Linked DNA regions of Rattus norvegicus: region 2 is linked to region 1. Evidence: chromatin contacts called from public Hi-C data. All regions are on one chromosome and are shown on one strand. The core of a region is the stretch at or near the end of the contact, and the rest is flanking DNA. Distances in the headings are between cores, read along the strand shown. Region 1 has its middle 240 kb from the start of Exoc2. Region 2 overlaps Exoc2 (exocyst complex component 2).

Region 1 (6,682 bases), core at 1,000-3,499:
ACTATGCAGCTTCCTGACTGTGTGGCTTCATTGTTGGAGGTTTCTAGAATGTGGCCTAGGAAAAGCACAGATGGAGTAGACCCTTAGGTCCAAGAGTGTCCCGATGCAAATGCAAGAAGCCAAACAAGTGCCAGAGGGAAGATTCTGATGAGGGGGTTCATAGCATTGAGCATCGGAACCAATATTCTGGCTTTGATATCTACATCCTAGTTATGAGGCTTCAGGTAACTCAGTTTGTTTTCCCAAACCTCATCTGTTTCCCAAGTATCTATATGCCCTTACTTAGGTAGCCAGATGTTCCCTCTAGCCCTAGAAGGAGCTTAAGTGGAGATCAGGGCTCAGGCCACTACTGTCAGTGAAACTCTGCAGTAACAGAGAACACAGTGATATCAAAACTCTCATGGAGAATAAGAAAACGTGCAGAAATCATCCCGGGTTTTTCCAGCACATTCATTGGCTAAAAAAATGAAAAGAAATAAATTAATCTTTCCTAATTAGAGTAAATATTTGAGTCATGATATATCCTCTGAGGCCTGAGTGAACAGAAGGGTCCCATGCACAGAATGAGTTTCCGAAGTTTCTGACTCACGCAAACATTACATGAGCTATTGAGCATACTTACTGGAGAATAAGTCTATGAAGTGAGAGCCAGTTAAAACTACCTTTTCCACAAGAAAAACTTGTAGTTAGCCCTAGAGTGGCCTGCACTTGGGTTCTACTTGGAAGCCCCAACTTGGTCCTTGCTTGCCTGCCTGTGGGGCATAAAGTTAGATGCTATCAAGTTGAATTATTATTTGTGGGTTCACATGTTTCCTCTCACTTCTGTTTCAACCCAGAGGATGCCTGTTCATATTTTTGTTCTCTGTATGTTCCAATCAAGTGTTCACGAAATGTTTTACAAATAAAATATCTAATAAAATAGCCAAGAGTCAAAATTTCACGACTTTAGTGAATTAAAGTGATGGGGTAGCTTACGACATAGAGGTGACAACACTACAGTGTGAAACACATTAAAAGTGAGAGTCTTAGAAGTCAGCCCGGTTCTGGCAAGACAGGCTCTGAGACAGTAGAACGTACTTCTTCCCTTTAGGTACCCAGTGAGGCTGTGTGATATCAGAGATAATTATGTCAGAGCAGTGTGGAAGAAAGGGAAAATAACAACTTGGCATACAGAAACCACCCTGGGTTTTTTTCCAACACATTCATCAGTAAAAATCACTTCCCGTTACTGGGCTGGAATAAGGTGATGAATCCACTCTTAAGTCACCCAGGTAGCCAGATGGTCTCTCTGTTCCTGGGGAGAAGCCAGAGGAGGGAGCAGCCACCAGAGCTCAAGCCGCTGCTGTCCTCTTGTGGCCTGCTGGATGCTGTGCTCTCAAATCCATTCAAGAAAGGAGAAGCCATCAGCCTACCTGCAGCTCTGAAAGCTACCATAGAAACGGGGTTTCTTTTCCAAAAGGGCTGAAAATGAAGAATATCTATGCATGGGACACTGCCCAGCAGGTATTTCTTGCCCAGACTGGGCATGAGTGGATGGAAACATCCATTCCTGAGAAGGAGGGAGGCTGCATCTTTGAGTGGAATTTCCCCACCTCTTAGTGCTGGTAGAACAGTGCTCTTCCACAGGACAGTATATACTGGTTTATTCACTGGGGAGTGATGGGCAAGCTGGAGCAAACGTGGACTAGAAACAAGCAGCTGAACAAGTCTAGATCCAAACTTCCCTCTGCTAAACTCAGAACTACAGAGCTGCTAACAGTCTACCCTGTCTGACCATGAGTCCCGTATTCTGAGTTTAATCAAAATGTACTCACATAATAAACAGCATCAAGTACCAATAATATACAGGTTGCCTCAGGGGCTCATCGTTTAGGACCACACTGCCCCCTTGGAGTTTAGGGTTTGTGTTGTCAAATATCAGAGTTGGGACCCATCTTTCAATATGAAATTCATTCATGCATCACAGCATGAGGTAACTTATATAACATTTTCAACGTGCCAGTGTCTGATTGTCATCTATCACTTGAGGTCAATACGGAATTTTCCATTTGTGGTATCTTAGTGCTGCTAATTTCTGATTTCAAAAACTCCAGTTGGGGAGTTTCTTGTAATGAGTGCTGAGCATAGAGCGTGTGAAATGTTCTGTGCCTTCTAATCCAGGGAGCAAGCTTACTTGCCTTTTTCTGGGTCTAACAGCAAAGTCTTTTGTGCCACAGAGAACTCAAGTCCCTGCCTGACTGGCAAGCAGCTCATGAAGGACAGACCCAACAGACACGCTGATGTTCTCCTGCCCCAAGAATCCCAGTTGAAGACTCCACAAGAACATGTAGAAAGTGGAATCAGCAGGAGAAATACACGAGATTTTCAAAGAACTATAACAGTGCCAACTATAGCTGGCACTGTCCAGAGGCCTGGACCCCACCCCTAGGGTGGCACAGGGAACTGCAGGTGCCACCAGCCCGCTGACCATCAGGGAGACACTCCCATGAATCTAAAGTTAGGGGACAATCTATTTGAAAGGCACCATTCAAAGGCAGCACTGTGTGATGTTCTGAAGGAAGTCACTGGGTACAGAAAAGGTGACTCACAGGCAGATCTGAGAGGCCTATGGGTTATTTTGTCTACACTGAGGGAAGGTTACAATAAGCTGATGTCATTGTGACGGGCATAGTCTGTTTCCCTCTGAAAGAATTCATTTCCAGCGGCGGGGGGTAAGTGTTAGATCTTTTGTTTACCTTGCAGTGGAATTCCCAGCCGTGCCCATGGAGTTCTGAATTGCCAACTTTTGTGAAGTAATCCAGAAGGGTAAAGAATTCTGTTTCCCTTACTGATACAAGAAGCCTTTCTTTATTAATTCATGAGAGGAAAAACAATTATCTTCCTATGAATTTTTTTTCTGGTTACTTTCAAATGAACCAGAAAGAGGGGATACTTGGATGCTCTCAACAATGGAAGCAAGTGGCTGGCCTCATTTTTCAGATACTCCACGAAAGGCAAGCATAGAACTCAAATGCCAGGCAACTTGTTCTGAAGAAGTGTGCTGATTTACCCAAGTTGTGTAGTAACTATACAGCAATCAGTGAGAGATAGATAGATAGATAGATAGATAGATAGATAGATAGATAGATAGATGGATGCTGACACACACAGTTGACTCATGGTGCATGTGTAGAGTCCTTATTGAAAAGCAGTAAGCATATAGCAGATGGGTATATGACTAAGAGGACTAAATATAATGCCATGATTTTTGATGGTAGAATTTCTGATCATTTTGATTCTGGATAAGTAGGAGTTGATAATGGAGAATAGATGATAGATAACTCATCAAATGTAGTTAATGTAATTGAGATGTTCTTGAATATAGAATGTAGTACAAATATATTCAATGTAGATCAGATTAAATATAGTCAACGTAATGTTGTGATAACAGTGAATTAGAAATAAAAAGAGCTAGGCATAGTCACACACCCCCATTAACTCCAGCATTTTAGGTAGCTGGGCAGCCAGAGTCAGAAAGTCCAATGTAGCCAGAGTACATAGCAAGAGCCGTGCCAAAACTCAAGCAAATATATAAAAATAAAAGATGTCTTAAAGTGCAGGAGCTTACGATGGGAAGAATCCTCCATCTTTCTTGGTGAGATTCCTCTGTTCTACCACAGCAGCACTGTACTGGTTGTTCCCATCCAGGATTTGTCAGAATCAACTCTGCCTTGCAGCTTTCTCATTGAGAAGCAATGAATTGGCCTGGAAACAATTATGAATTGTTTAGGCGATTCTGGGCAGGCGGATCTAAACAGAAACGCTCTTGTAAAGTGGACAGATGTAGGTTATTTCACTTACTGTCAGCTTCATCCCTTCACTGAGCAGACAAGGATATAATGGCTTGAATGCCGAACCCACCTTGTGACCATAACAAAAGAACATACACCTTACAGATAGGAGAGTGGGGACCGGGGGGACACACTTGACCTACGGTGCATATGTGGAGATCAGAGGACAACTTGGAGGGCTTGGTTTTCTCCTCTACCATGTGGGTTTGGGAGACTGAACTCAAGCAGCCAAGCTCAGCTGGGGGAAGGATCTCTTACGTTCTTCTACCCACACAGGGAGGAAAAGGAGGAGAGGAGGGAATGGAGAGGAGGAGGGAGAGGAGGAGAAAGAGGAGGAGAAAGCCTGTACACAAGCTCACAGAGGGCGGGAGAGACAGAGAGATAGAGAGACACAGAGAGATGGGGACAGAGCATATCATACATCCAGAGCTTTTGACATACACATACTTGAGAGTTTTTACTGTACTCATCGATATCCAGAGGACATTTTATGGCGAGAAGGATTTTGTTACATCTTTTATAGAGCATTAAAGATTTCTTTAAAATGTTCCTTCAGCGCTGTATATACTGGGCAAGAAATCCTTAATGTTCCTGAATTTGTTTCGGCCTCAATTTAAGATTGCCCCGTTAAATAAAGTGTCTTAAAAGCCGCATGCCTGTGTGTTTTGACTTAAAATTAAAAGAACTCTGTGATTCTTTTGATTTTGTTAATATTCCAAAAATAAATATTTGACTCATAAAGGTTAGGGGATTCGTTCCTGTTTACAGCTGTGCACATGTCTTGTGCCGGTGCCAGTTCTGTCAGCCACACAGCTGTCCCTCCAGTGGGCTGTGGCCAGCCAGCTGTGTGCCCTAGGTTGTTTGAAGACTGTTAAAAAGGGAGTTCGGACTTTCATGTGGACAGGTGTCCCGGCGTAAAGCAAAGTTGCCTTCTAAAGAATGTAATAAGAGGGATCCCGTGCTGGACTCCATAAAACACTTGAAATTGAATGCAGGTAATGAAACAAAGGGGTGCCTACAACTTGAACAATAGACTTTTTTTTCCCAATTTGCCTTTTGCCTTTTATGAGCAGGTACCTGATGTGGTTTGGCCCCACCCAGGGCATCCTCCTCCGCCACTCGGGTTTCTTCACCTCCCAGGAGGTTAGGCTTCCTCAGTCATGCAGGGCTTCTGCGGGACTGTCTTTGGCTCTCATCGCTCCTGTGTTGCTGGGCTTTCTTAGCTGCAGGGCTAAGACACAGGGAATGCTCGCCTGCTTCAGCCAGCACCCTGGCTAGACGAGGCTGTGTGCTACAAATATGCTGGTGCCATTCGGTTAGGAGGCTACGCTGCTGTGGCTTGCAATTCCTTTCCACAAATCATGAGCCACCTGGCCAGCAGCATTTGAAAAGAAATTGAACATGGATGTATAAAAATTTAGCCAACAGGATTTTAGCATTTGGTTTCAAAACAGTGGCAAATTTATTGGTGAATTGCCAAAAGGATACAAAACAGCTTCCTCCTGAATATTCCTCACCCAGACTCCAGATTTGCTAATATTTTATCATAGTGAAAATATTCTTTGTATGTCTGTGGTGGTGTGTGATGTGTTTGTGTGTGTGTGATACATGTTGCATTTATACAGTATGTGTGTATGTATAGACAATATATGCTGTAAGGTTTGTTTGGTATATATGATATCTATGGTATGTTTGGTGCATATATATGTGTGTGTGCAATGTGGAATGTGTGTGTATGTGTGTAGGATATGTAAGGTGTGTGTATATGTGTGGTGTTCATAGCATGTATGTGGTATGTGAGCAGAATATGTATGTTATGTCTGTAGTATGTTTGATGTGTTTATGGTGTATGTATGTGGTGTGTCTGTGTGGGCTGTGTTGGTGTATACAGTGTGTGTGCTAGTAGAGTTTATGGTACATGTATTGATTTTTTCTTCTATGTGTGTCTTAGGGTTTCTATTGCTGCGATGAAATGCCATGATCAAAGTATGTTGAGGAGGAAAGGGTTTATTTAACTTACACTTCTACATCAAAGTCTATCATCGAAGGACATAGCAAGAGCTATGGACAAGGACTCACACAGAGCAGGAACCCAGAGACAGGAGCTGATGCAGAGCCTTGGAGGGGTACTGATTACTGGCTTGCTCAGCCTGCTTCTTATAGAAACCATGACTGCCATCCCAAGCGTAGCGTGACCTACAATGGCTGTCTTCTCCTCTATCAATCACTAATTTAGAAAATGCCTTACAGGCTTGTCTACACTACATCTTATAGAGGCATTTTCTCAATTGGAGGTCCCTCTTCAATTAGCTTATGCCAAGTTGACATAAAACTATCCAGTACAGTGTGTGTGGCACATGTAGTGTGTGTGGTGTGTATACTGTTTGTGTGTATATCTGTGTGATGTGAATATATATGGTATGCAAGACATTTTTGTATGTATTGTATATAATTGTAGGTAGTATGTATAGAATATGTGGTATGTATATGATATATACAATACATGTACATATCATATATAGTGTATATATGTGTGTGGTATGTGTAATGTGTGTGGTGTGCCTTGTGTGTGTCTGTGTGTGTGCATCTGTGCAAATGTTTTTTTTTTGTTCTGGTCAAATTTTTATTATAAGATTTAAATTTACATAATGAGAATTAATGAAGGTTGAAAGACATAAAGATCAAAATAAAAGGAAGCAACAGAAATAGTTAATGTGTAGAAATGATGTGCAAATGTTTCTTAACTATCCAGTAACAGTTTGTAGCCCAAACCTTAGGCTCCTTACTCCTTAAATACCATACTGTGTGCAAACATAAACATCTATCTACATAACTAGTACGCAACCATAAAG
Region 2 (7,429 bases), core at 4,537-7,036, 330 kb after region 1:
CCCAAGGGTCTGACTTGTCCCTGCTTCCAGCGTGGTGAAGGAGGCAGCACGTAACGGACCACAGCATTCCGCTGTGTAATGTGTCACTTCCTTAGACAAGAGAAGTTCTGAGTGGCACGGTAGCTCACAGGAGCAATTGTGATCTAGGCTCTGAGGGTCAGGGAAGGGGTGTTATAAGATCTGTACTGGAAAAAAGAAGAAACATCTAGACTTGGAAAACTGTTCTAGAAAGAATATCAGGGAGCCAGAGGCAGCTTTGTGTTCTCTGTGGCTGGAGCAAAGCATGTGATGAAAGCTACAGGAGTTCAGGCTGTCATAAAAATGATGAAGTAACGGACCTTGTTAGCTGCTTGGAGGACTTTGGAGGTTGTCTGAAGAGCAGTGAGGGAAATAGGGAATTACTGATTAGTACAGGCAGAGAAACATCCTTGCACTCGTGTGGAGAATGGATAAGGAGGAGGGAGTCTATAACAGGGGTGTGAGGTTGACAGAGTGATGCCAGTGTGAACTATGGGGTAGAGTCAAGGCTGTTTAGGAAGTAGAATGGATAGGACTTGGGCAGGAAGGAGGAGCAGGGGAATAACTGCCTGCAGTAGTTCATTAACATGGTGGTGCTCTTGTGAATTAGGGAACATAGAGTGAGTTTGGAATTGTCTGTCATGAAAGAAGACAGATCTATCCAAGAGGTAGTTGGAGTAAAGATTCAGAGACTTGGAGGGGGTTTGTACCCAGATTGTCCCTTGAAGTTCATGCATTTTTCATGGAGATGGGAAAAACAGAAAAGAAAACCAAGAACAGACTCTGGAGGGCTTCATTAAGTGACTGGGAGAAGAGGAGCCTGGAGTGGTAATAGTGAAGAGGTCACAGGGACAGCATGGCCACACGACACCAAAGTGCACTGGTTTTAAAATTAAGAGAGAAAGAAGAGCAAGAGCATCACGGGTTGAGCACCAACGGTGGTGCTGGTGTCCTTGGTGAGAGCAGCTTTAGTGCCTGAGACTCCCGGGAAGGGAGTAGGGATGCCAGCCAGGGCCCGGGAATGTGGAGGAACAAACAACGAGGGCAGTGTTGTGGCACCGTGGAGTGGTTGCTGGGAAAATGGAGCCTTCATTTGTAGTGTTTTGTCATTAGTGAGCTGTATGTAATTAGTGTACGTAACTTTTCAGTTCCAATTCTGTTTCTGAGTTGGATACTTTGGAAACCTTGTGTTTCGTGAACTGATGTCACAGTCTCAATTGTCAGTAATTGTTTTGTATTAGTTGCAAGGGAAGATGACAGTATATGATAAGAAACATCTTTGGAAATCTTTTTTTTTTTTCTTTTCTATTTTTCGGAGCTGGGGACCGAACCCAGGGCCTTGCGCTTGGTAGGCAAGCGCTCTACCACTGAGCTAAATCCCCAACCCCATCTTTGGAAATCGTAAGAGTCCTTTTACATACATGTGTCAGCTAGTCATTTTTGAGTCTTCTCTGTTCTGTTGACTGACCAGCAGATTCCTGGGGTGTTTTAACATTTGTCATTTACTAGCCTCTAATAGGCATATTCTGCCTTTTGACATTGTGACAGAAAGTTGTGGTCTACAAAGTTCAAGTTTTCAAGCTTGAGAGTTTACAAAACAAACTAGCTCACTCACAGATAGACAAAACCTAGAAATTATTTGTTTTATGTAAATGTATTGTAATATGCTATGCTGCATTCATGGTTATCAGTGTGGCTCACACAGTCCACAGATTAAAGATGGCTCTGCCTGCTAGGTTCTCTGACACAGAGTACCAGTCACATGTACAGGCTACATGGTCGGTGTGCTGGTTGTTGTGCTAGAGTCACAAGACAATGGTGAGCAGACCTCTTGGAACTTTGAATCTATGGAACATATAATTTTTTCCAATGCCATAAGTGCATGTTCGATTGTAAGTGTGGAAATCTGGGAAGTGCAGAATGTGGATTCTGATGAAGTCATACTGCAGGGTAGCTAGTCTGGCAGCATGACAATGGAGCAACACTGCCATTGTCTGCTTGCTACACAGCAGGATGCATTTCTGACACTGGGTTTTCTTACCTGTGCTTGTCTAAAGAGATAATGCAGTGTGAAAGCACACAGTATACAGTATTTCTGAGATCTTTCGGCATGCTGGCTCGAAGACAACATCCCACAAACTTTCATGCCACCTTTGCCTGAGAGAACTGATGAGCAGTATTCCATCACTGAAAGATTCGAATCTCCTTCCTCCATGCTGGGGTGGGAGCATGGCACTTGTGTGTGTTAGGCAACTGTTCTATCACCCAACTGCAGGCCCAGCCCCTTCTCAACTTCATGTTATGTATTCATATGTATGTATGTATGTATGTATGTATGTATGTATGTATGTATGTATTAATGTACTTAAAATGAGCATTTCAAAGAGAAAGTGAAAAAGCATTACATGTAATTCGATCCCCCTTGGTTTTTTTCCTGAAAATTTATGTAGAACGTCCTCATTAATTGAAAGAATGTTAGTTAAAAGCTTTACCTAGTTTATTTCATAGGTTGTTTTTCTTAATTGGAAGTAAAACACAGTACCTTATAGCTTTTTGAACCACTCTGCAGACTTCATGGCCATACCATGTGATTTGCTAAACTCATTAGGCAATTTAAATAGGTAATTACCAAATTTAATTTTTCCTTTATTTTCTGAATAGGCTTAAATTTGCCTTTGTTTTGTTATAATAAATGCTAATATGAATTATTTAAATAATTTTTAAACATTAGTTTTTATTCTTTAAAAGTTCCTCACATTTATACAGTGTATATTGACCATTTAACCAGTCTTGTCTTCCTCTAGTTTCTCCTAGTACCCGTAACCATCTCCCTTACAACTTGTCTTTTTTTCTTTTTGTTTTTAATAACCCCAAGTCTAATTAAGTGCTGAATGTAAATAATTTTAACATATAACATTTTTAAAAGACTGATGCAATCTTTGAAGCAGTTTTATTATATCATTTTAGAAAATCACATGCATACACATATACACACACAGTGCTGGGAACTGAATTCAGGGCCTCAATCACCAAGCATGGTCACGAAGACACACACACATACACACACACACCAGATATGTCTGCACACACAATTTCTTATAAACCTAGCTTAGTTTAATCAGTTGTTAGCAAATAGCTAATCGTTCACCTGTTACTCCTTCCCCCTCATTCTATATTGTTTGAAGTAGACTACATAATTATGTATTTTTTAGAGGCAAGGGTGATTTAAAATTTTTAAATTGAAGTACCAATATTAGTACTTGAAATATCAGTAATTTATTTCTATTTGGGGGTGTCTTATTTGTTTGTTTCTTTTGAGACAGGATCTTTTTATGAAGCTGGCCTAGGCTGGCCTAGAACTTGCAGGTCCTCTAGTCTCAACTTCTGAATACTGGCATTGCAGACACATACTACCATGCCTGATGTTAATAACATTTATAACAAATGTTTGTTAATTTTCAAGTTCAATTTAACTTTATCCAGAGCCGTCCCTAGGTGTTCATGCTATCCCCTTTACACCTGATCTTAGCCAAAAGCCAGGAAGCATTGCTCCTATCTCCTTAGCTGGCTCTTTTGTAGATGAATTGGCAGATGTGCCTGGTGCACAAGCAGCGCTTGTTTCCTAACGCAGAAGAGCCAGGTACTCGGGAAAATACATTTGCTTTGACCTGTTTTGCAGCACGATGTTTTCATGTCAGCATTATATGTGTACATGCCATTGGATATGCTACCCCTTTCACATACACAGTGTCACAGGCAGTGTAATGGTGGTACAGGTCTGTGTGCAAGGGGGAATCTTTAGCTAAAACATGCCTTAAGTAGAAGTTTACAGGGAATAAACAGTTGTTCTTTCATGTAATCTATAGTTGTTGGTGAACTCGTAACAGATACTTAGAATTTTCTTAAGTCTGTGGAAGAATCGCCACTAAGTGTGTGGGTCCTCCGTCAGTCATACTTTCCTAATGCCATTTGTTGGATTTCTCTGGTGAGAAGGTGTCACAGGAACCACTGACAGATGTCCCTTGTCAGTACACACTGACGATGGGAAGAAGGAGTGTAGGAGTGTTGCACCATCCTGTTCTCTCCAGGCCTGTGACTGACAGCATACCCCTCCACTTGTCCCTGTGCTGCACTGTTGTACAAGTGCTCCACCCAACTGGGATTTCTCTGGCAGGAAGGCAAGCTAGCCCTGGGCTACTGAGGAAGATCTGTACTGAAACTTCCCAAGCTAGATGAGCCATGTCTACTTTCTGTGTTTTTTGATGCTCATTTTCTGTCATAGGTGGATTTTATTAGGGAACGGTTGCAGAGTTCTAATTAGTAATCAGTTGAATTGATACCCTCAGCTTAAGTATGTGATCTGAGTTGACACTGAAAAGATGAAGGTGACTGCTAGAAGGGCCCAGAAATTACGGTTGCATCTGAGCAGGATACTCGAGCTTTCCCTCTAGAGCGTCAGGACTTGGTTGGCAGGGTTAGAGAAGTCATTGCCATTGGCCTGCCCAGTACCTGTGGCTTGATTGGACCGACCCCTGTGTTCAGAGACAGACCGAGCCCCTGATTGCCTGTCAGGTACAAGCTTGATGATGTGATTGCAGCTCTGTTGAAGGCTGCTGCATATGAGAAGGTGACTGACCTTCCAGCTGTCAGGTGCTGTTTAGAGGTGATGTGTGTGTGCTCTAGAATGATGAGACCTGCATTGCATCTAGAACTCTGTTGTCAAGGTGACATGGTTCTCAGTGGGTATCCTCAGGACCCTTGTTTCACAACAAAAGCTGGCTGTCCTTTCAATCCATAAGCAGTGGATCTGAAGGCTTTCTATTCTAGTCACTGCACTTAGACTACTAACTTTGGAGAAGAGAAATGGATGCAGTTGTTTAAACCCAGACAAAACAGTGGCTAAGAACTGAGACAGCTAGTGAAATAAAACCCAGTTTAAATGGATAGACTATAAATATTAAAAGCAGGGAAATAATTCTTGGTGTCTTTTAAAAAAATTGGCCTTTATACATGACTGTGGTCTATACTGAGGATTGGTAGGACCTCCTTTGGACTTCAGTTGTTACAGTATTAGTGTACAGCCACCCTGGCAGATGCTGCTCATCAAATGAGTCAATGGGAAGGCTCACTACCTTCCTCAGAGAGCTGGCATTCCAGATTCCCTCCCTGTTCCCTGGATCCTGACCCTGAAACCTGATACGACGTTTGGGATTTTTTACATTAAGGAAAAGTGTCAGGAGATAAAACATGTTTTATGTTGGAAAAATATAAGTATTTTTAGTTTTTTCTAAATTTCATGATTTATGTACATTATAAGACCTGATTTTGAAAGTTTAAATACAGACTCAGGATTTGAGTACTGTGTTTTCTAGCCTGAGCTGAGTTTCTGGTGCCCTGAGTGCAAAGCACCTAGTACTCTGAACCATTACACAAGTCAAAGTTTTTCTACTGCCTAAGGATTGGTCTCTAGGAATTCCTATGAAATAGATCCAAAATTAGTGTACGTCTTGAGGTTTCCTGCCAGGAAAAGCCTTTGGTTAACCCCTGCTGGGATTCTCAAACAGAACTTTAAAAGGTGGCCTTCAAAGGTGTCTTCTTCTTTGTTCCTGAAGTGGCCTGAGTTTACCTCTCAGGCCAGCTGGCTGTCTGGTAAACTGGGGGAAAGGCCATCAGCTTGCTCTGACATCTTTGGATCTGTGCTCTAGGTAGGACTTCCAGAGGGACTTCCTAGAATCAGAGCTCAGTGAGGGGTGTTTAGAAGAGGAGCCAGAGCTTATGTAAGCAACGGGTTCTTAAAATAGACACTCAGCAGAAGGAAGGAACAGTCATCCATGGCTCAGGGTGTCTTTGAAGACTTGGAGGGGACAGGTCACTCCTGAATGGTCTTTTCTCAGTATTCACAGTGGCGCGTGGGCTGCAGGCAGTGAGCTGCTCAAAGAGGCTCATAGCTCCGCATGCTCAAACCCCTGGGTTTGATGCACTGTAAACCAACCAGCCAACAGAATAGACTTTAATGATTTCAAACGTGTAGTAGATTGTTAAACACCACTGTAAAACTAAAAATATTTGTTTGCCCAAGAGCCTTAAGATACACAAGGTTTGATTTTTCAGCTGGAGCTCATTCAGTGGTAGGGATCTACAGTTTGGTTACATTTTATACAGAAAAAGTAAGCTATGTTTCCATTGATATTTATCTAAACTATAGCATTTATCTTTATGTACACATTTTCTACATAAGCATTTTGAATAATAGGGTTACTAATACAATTTTGGTGTTTTCTTAACAGAAGAGTAGGGTAGTTTCCATGTATTAGAGTAAATTTCAGTCCCTATTAGGAAACTGTTGGCTTCATTGAATTTTCTTTAGAATTATAAAAAAATATATTTCCACAGTTAAGACAGTAGACATAGGTTATAGACATATTAATTTTTTTAAAAAAAAATGATAACTTTTTCTTTAAAGTTATAGTGTAGTTTGTACATTAGGAAGGGTTCATCATGGAGTTCATTTCCTGGAGATTGAAACACTGAGATTGAATGAGTGAATCTCAGTGTTTGCCGTAGCATACCCTGAATGATAACACTTAGAAGGAAAGAGATCTACATCTTTTTCCTGCAGCTAAGTCTCCTCTGTTATTGGGCTCATAACCCCTGAGCAGTGTGGCAGTGTCCAGTTGCAGACTCCTGGGAAGGAGTCCTCCACCTGGACTGTTGTCTTTTGTATGCTGTAATGACAGTGTTTTGAACTGGCTTTAGAAGAGGGAATCCGGCAGGATTGGGTACTGCCGTAAGTCTGGGAGCTCTATAGGGATGCGCAGGATACAGTGGATGCAGAAGAGGGAAGCATCGGAGAAGTGCTGAGCCCAAAGCAGTCTTCTCCCCGGGCGGGGGACGGCAAGAGTTTCCATTCTCTGTCGTGTGTGCGTGCGTGTGTGTACGTTCTGTTTTTCAGAAGCAGGAAGAACATCATGAGTTAGATTCAGAGTGCCCACATTAGAAATTGCTGCTGGTGTCTGAAAATGGCATGTGTATTTAACAGTTGTATTTGCCAGAATATAAATTGACAGTTTTTTTAAAACATGATTGATTGTAGATTTTAAAACATGTGTATAATGTGATGACTGTCTTAGTTTACCTTCCTGTTGCTGTGATAAAACATGCCCACAGCCGATTGCAATAGAGGGAGAGTTTCACTTCAGCTCATAAAGTGTAGTCCCATTACTGAGAAGCCAGACAGGAACTCAGCAGGACAGTGTCAGGACCCTTGGAGGCAAGAACTAAAGCAGAAGCCCTGGAGGAAGCGGTTTACTCTCTTGCTCAGCTTGGTTTCTTATACAAGCCAAGCCCCCCTGCCCAGGGGTGGCATCTCCCATATGTCAAGAAAATGTTCCACAGACTTCCTACAGGCCAG

Evidence for each region. A called contact is a pair of places that touch in the nucleus more often than the background predicts.
Region 2: a contact with region 1 is called in a Hi-C map of the A7r5 cell line, with 6 times the contacts expected there. The contact joins two enhancer-like sites. A contact is called at or near these places in 3 of 12 Hi-C or Micro-C datasets (the A7r5 cell line, frontal cortex and prefrontal cortex).

The regions. Positions count from the first base shown.
Region 1 is chr17:33,474,687-33,481,368 of GRCr8, forward strand. No RefSeq gene overlaps it. Among named protein-coding and RNA genes, the nearest start is that of Exoc2, 240 kb to the right of the region's middle. Within about 2 kb of position 2,250, at least 7 of the 93 cell types and tissues checked have an H3K27ac peak or open chromatin away from gene starts, as enhancers often do.
Region 2 is chr17:33,800,330-33,807,758 of GRCr8, forward strand. All of the region lies in intron 12 of Exoc2 (exocyst complex component 2), which reads left to right. All of the region lies in intron 2 of LOC120097838 (a long non-coding RNA gene), which reads right to left. Among named protein-coding and RNA genes, the nearest start is that of Mir6319-1, 8.7 kb to the left of the region's middle. Within about 2 kb of position 5,787, at least 11 of the 93 cell types and tissues checked have an H3K27ac peak or open chromatin away from gene starts, as enhancers often do.